Linked DNA regions of Anas platyrhynchos: region 2 is linked to region 1. The links are chromatin contacts, called in public Hi-C maps. All regions are on one chromosome and are shown on one strand. The core of a region is the stretch at or near the end of the contact, and the rest is flanking DNA. Distances in the headings are between cores, read along the strand shown. Region 1 overlaps RTN4 (reticulon 4). Region 2 overlaps CLHC1 (clathrin heavy chain linker domain containing 1).

Region 1 (2,700 bases), core at 113-2,612:
GTTAAGAGATTAAAACCAACAAACAAAAAGAAACCCTGAATGTTACATGTATATATTTTAGCTTTTTTGTTAGTTCTTTTAACAGGAAGTTTTTGGGTCTGACAAGGACACAGCTGTTGCTGTTCTGTCTGTATGGAACTGCGCATGAAAGGAGAGGAGGGAGTTGAAGACTGTCTGCGTTCTCCTGTCTAGTGGCACGATGCTGTGACAGGGCACCCATCTGTCCTGCTTCTATGTTAGCTGAGGGGCAGGAGCTGGGTCAGGCAGGGGGCTGGGAACTGGGGAGCTGTCTGCAGTCTCTGTCGGTGGAGGTATTCAACCTATAAAACAGTTGTTCTTTTTGACATGCTGTATTGCTTGGGAAGAAAAAATAATTATCTGTCTTCTTATAGAGGAACATTTTCTTAAAGTTAAATAGATGAGAATAAGAAATGAAAATCATCCTTTTTTTTTCTAGATTTATGTTTGCTTTTTAAAGTATGTGCTGTTTTTTGCTCATGTTTACTGTGTTATGGAACATGGAACTGGGCTTCTGGAACCTGCCTCCAGATTCTGACCACAAGCCTTGAATAAAATTTAATCTTAATACCCAATTACTTAAACACAAAGTAGCAAACAGAGTAACAAAGCAAAGAACACTTAGTTGCTTCCCACTCTCTCAGAAAGGAAGGGGGTCATTCACAGGGCCAGGAGCCGATCTGTGTGTGTGTGCTTCTGAGTCTCGCTGTACTGTGATGTTCTCAAATACCGCTCCTGTTTGTTGAAAGCTGACCTAAATGCAAGCATATCTCTGTGCACCTGCAGCTCTAACTTCTGCCTGTCCCAGTGGACTGCAGGGAGCCAACAGCAACCCCAAAATGACTGCAGATTATGTTTTTTAATGAAAACCATCACCCCAGTAAAGCACACAAAGCTTTTAACAGCCTGGCCGGTAGCACTGGGTTTGTTTAATGCTGCCTGACAGAGCTGTGGGCTGCCTGTTGTGTTCTGTAATGGTGTCAGACCACAGGGGCCGTGTACGTCATGGCGGCACAGATTTTAAAAAAATTGCCACAGTAATTCAGAACTAAACTAAAGAAGCCTATCTCCATTTAAGATGGTACTACTGAGAGTAGTTTCAAGGGCAAAGACCACTCGGCAACACCAGTGCCTACGACTGTTGAGCACTCGAGTGTCGCCTTAAGAGATCATGAAAAGCGTGTTTGTTTGTTTGTTTTTTTTGCCTTCATTTTTCAATTTGGGCTTTAAAACCTGTATTTTCCATCTCTGTAAAACTGCTGTGCCCTCAGAGGGGCCCTTCCCTCCTTGTCCCAGTGCTGCCGCCCGGCGCCCCAGCAGCTGCAGCTTCGCTCAGGCCTTGTCAGGCCTTGTTCCCGTGGGGGTGTGCGTAGGCCTGTGGTGCAGCGGGGGCTGTGGGCGCTCCTTTCACAGCATGTTCATTAAGGAGGGCTTTGATGCCACCTAGTGTTTGCAAAGGAACAGGAGGTCAACATGACTTCCAGAGGATTGCGTTCAAGGTTTGGAGAAATTCTGCCATGTTGAAGTTCACTTAACGTTCGCAGAGTTGGAGCCTGTTACAAAGCTTAGCCCTTTTGTTGTGCAGGCTTTCGTCACTATAGCACCTAATTACTTCCGGATGCAGGCAGTTAGTTCGCATGAATACGATAGCAAAACACCGTTCCATAACCTTTTTTTGATGCATGGCACACAGAGTTCTTTATTTGACCAAATTGCAGACTCAAAGTATGCCGTAGGGTCCCCAAAACCTAAACTCGTGTTCGTGACATGTGGTTGTGTACCTCAGTGTAACTCCGCAGGCAGTTTAAATACTCAGATTGTTCGTGCCAAGTGTTGCAGGAAGTTTAAGAAATGGCTTTGAGAAGCTGACTGTCAGGCAGTCAGTTTCACAGGAAACCCGTGTTTCGTGGTGCTTTTGAAAAATCATTCTCTGCAGATGTGTTTGGATGTGCTGGGGTTAACACTAGATTGTACAGGCTTACACAGCTCTCGTTTGTACGTGCTAACAGTGCTCAGTACTTGAATTACAAAAATACAGCAAAGTACTGATGCCTTACATATTTCATATCTTTTTGAGGGGGCGCATTCATTGTGCTCTGAGAGGGTAGCTGTAGCTGAGTGGTAATCGTGGCAAAGCTTTTCTTTTTACTCCCAGACAGTAAGGGCAGAAATAAAATACATCCTGTGGTTCTGCAACAGCAAGCCAGGTTGTTGCTGTTACATGAAGTGTAAAAGAAATTCGAAATGCTGTCTTGCACCAGCGCTGCATCCACTTGGTTCATTTCTGTTTATTTGTAGCTCACTTAGGTAGAGCCATTCAGCAGATGGGAAGCATTGGTTTTGTTTTTTATTTGACTGAGGGAAAAATACCCTAGAATGCCTCGGATCAGTTTCCTTCGGGAGCAGGTTATTTGTAAAATACCTTTTGATTCAACATAAAATCTTGATTTACTTTCACCTGGTTATATTTTTAGATTATTTGGCTCTTGAGGGCATCATAAATAAAGACTTCTCTTCCAGTGCAGAGACTCTGGGGAGGAGCAGGAAGAATTAAAAGCAAAAACCTTGAGTGAAGTCCTTCTGAAGGAAAGCCCTAGACCTGCTATGTTTCACTGGAGCTCAGGTCACCCCTGTTGAGAGGTAAAGGCTTTTGCAGAGTTCAGAGCGAGGCGTTTTGGGTGT
Region 2 (2,700 bases), core at 51-2,550, 57 kb before region 1:
CTTGTGTGTGTAAACGTGGGTGATGCAGAATCACAGGGCAGTGTCATGCATAGCTGAACCATTGTACTGCTATGAAAGTATTGCTTGCCCTGCATTTGCAGTAGGTCCATTTCTTAAATTAGACTCACAGACAAGTAACATTGCATGAATTTGAGTCCCAACAGTTGTATTCTAGGCTGGGATCAAGTGCAATCAGGAACTGGCAGCTGCTCATGGAATATCTGAATAGGGAGGTCATATTCAGAATTTTCCTTCAGAACCAAGTATGGGCATAAATATTCTTGTGCATCAGGATTTATACATCCCTCATTAGTTGCATGTCTAAATCCTCTTTACATTGAGAAACTTAGAGTGGTGGTTTTAGTCATTCTTAGAGCTAATCCTTGGGCAAAAACATATTTGGGAGGGTATAATCCTTCAATAGTTTTAGACTTGCTTCTGCTGTGCCCAGCTATTAAGAATACTTCTGATTTCCATTCAGTGAGTATACTTAATTTGTCTTCATAGCTGTGGGTGTGGGAACGTCTTTGTATTTTTCATTAGCTGATGTTTCCAAATGGAGTTTCACGTCATTGGCAGAGAACGTCAGAACTGAATTTCTTCCTCATTCCAGAGCCTACATGTGGCAAAAGTTTTGTTTGAGGAGGGCCAGCTAAATGTTCTGCTCATTCTCAAATACTACTGGAAATCCCCTCCTTGATTCATACATTCATAAGTTTAGATTCTGTTTGTCACACATGAATAATGCTTTAATCTTCTAGAGCTTACTGGGAATACCACACTCTTAGAGGTATTTATTTTGCTGGTTTTTGCCCAACAGAGACCCGTACAAGCAGCAGTTTGTTCTTTCTAGAAGTGCCAGGTGCCACTGTCTGTATGTGTAAAGTAGGAATAGGCGTGAAATGAAATCTCATGTCCATGTGCTTCTTAATTGCAAGGAAATGGGGACTCCCTGAATTTTGAGTCCAGATCTTGGCAAATAGATGCTTTTAGCTCTTACTAAGAAGGTGAATCATAGTCTTCACTGCTCGTCAGAATGACCCCAGGCTTAGAGCCATTTTCATAGCCAAGACCAAGTCATTTTGTGGCTTAGGATCAACTGTTGTCTAAATGTGTCAGACGTACAGTAGCTTAACAACAGCAGTATAAATAGAATATGTTATAATTTTGGTAGCGTGGACAAAAAGTCCCGTTCAGCTGCTGTGATGATTTGCTGTCGGTGTTAGGAAACTCTCCGAACGTGGAGACTGGCACTGCTCAATGTTTCCTCTAGAGCAAGAGTAAGAGGCAGGGCGGTTGTCTGCAGGCTCCAGGCTTGTAATGAGAGGCCAAGGTGCTGCCTGGAGTTTCTCCAGCAGTCAGAGCTTTGTCCTCTGCTTTCACGGCACCTTTAGCTGCCACCTGTGGGGGTGAGGGAAGGCTGGAGAGGTCTGCGTCCCAGATCTTTGCTGGAAGTTGTGGGGGGACATCCTGCCTTCTCCGGAAGAAGATAAAACACGTACAGAAAGCATTCAGCTTTGACCTGGCATTTATATAATTAGAGATGTTGATAATTAATTCGTGCCAGCAGATGGCGCCCATGAATGTTGAGAGCAGGGAGCAGGGTCAGAGGGACCCGCAATCTTTGCCTTTTGTGTATCGCCAGAACAGTTTTTATGTTTTTTTTTTTTTTCCACGCAGCTGTTAAGCAGCTCGGCATCGTATGCCTTCCTAAATTAATTTGTAAACCAGCAAGTAATGCATCAAATTGAGAACACCCGTTGCTTTGTGTGAGAACTGAAACTGTCTGGAGGTTGGCTGTGGGAAGAAGTGTCTGCATTACTGGTGACGGAGGAAAAGCAGCACTGCAGGATTCCAGAGAGGAATGGCCATGGCAGGAGGAAAAAATCCCTTGTTCCAGACGCAGCTTCACTTTAAACATAGTGACTTGTCTGAAACAAATGTATACGGTAAATAAAACCCTTATAAAGCCTTGCAGAAGGCTCGTTAATTACAAATAATAGTTTGGGTGGGTGTAATTGGGGTGGTATGTCAGGAATGAGATTTCTTGCTTAGTCATGCTTTGCAACATATGTTCAAACATTTTTTTTTCCTCTCATAAATATTGGAGAGAATAAGATGGGATGCTTAGAAGTGAGAGCTTGCTTCTCTTGCTCTCAGCACTCAGGTGAAACTGAGAGAGGGATTAAAAATGGATTAAATAAGCATTCCTGAGGGAGTAGAGAACTCTGGGAATAGTGCTATAGTGCTCTGGCCTACTAATTGTGAAGAATGCAAAAAAAAAAAAAAAAAAAAAAATCTGCCAGGTGTTTTTTCAGATTTGGAAAAGCACAGTATTTGCACTGTTTTTTTGCCTGATTTACAGCTCCTTTCTTTTTTCTTTTGTTTGTTTGTTTCCTCTGGCTTTTTAACTGGTTCAGGTATCCAATGTGTCTTCACAATTCTATTCCGATGTCCTTTCCTGATGTATCCCAGGTGCCTTAAAATGTCAGTAGGACTGGAAATAAAACTGTGACCCATAAAACGATACTCATACTCTTGTGTAATTCCAACTTGTTGAGATACACCATTTGAATTTTAGGCAATTTATTCTCTAGGGCAATGTTCTCTGCCTGACTGCTTTGAGAACATTATAGTTGAATTCAAGGGGAATACCATAAAGAGGTGAGGCCATGACATGTATATACTTTATGTCTATGT

What was found. Hi-C and Micro-C count contacts between places; a contact is called where the count stands out from the background.
Region 2: a Hi-C map of subcutaneous adipose tissue shows a contact between it and region 1, with 3 times the contacts expected there. The contact joins two enhancer-like sites. A contact is called at or near these places in 6 of 8 Hi-C or Micro-C datasets (F1 follicle, F5 follicle, liver and 2 more).

The regions. Positions count from the first base shown.
Region 1 is chr3:4,444,078-4,446,777 of IASCAAS_PekinDuck_T2T, reverse strand. The region is part of intron 3 of RTN4 (reticulon 4); the gene reads left to right. Among named protein-coding and RNA genes, the nearest start is that of RTN4, 20 kb to the left of the region's middle. Within about 2 kb of position 1,362, at least 6 of the 8 cell types and tissues checked have an H3K27ac peak or open chromatin away from gene starts, as enhancers often do. A contact at or near this core is called in F1 follicle and subcutaneous adipose tissue, where this site is marked.
Region 2 is chr3:4,501,166-4,503,865 of IASCAAS_PekinDuck_T2T, reverse strand. All of the region lies in intron 13 of CLHC1 (clathrin heavy chain linker domain containing 1), which reads left to right. Among named protein-coding and RNA genes, the nearest start is that of CLHC1, 19 kb to the left of the region's middle. Within about 2 kb of position 1,300, at least 4 of the 8 cell types and tissues checked have an H3K27ac peak or open chromatin away from gene starts, as enhancers often do. A contact at or near this core is called in F1 follicle and subcutaneous adipose tissue, where this site is marked.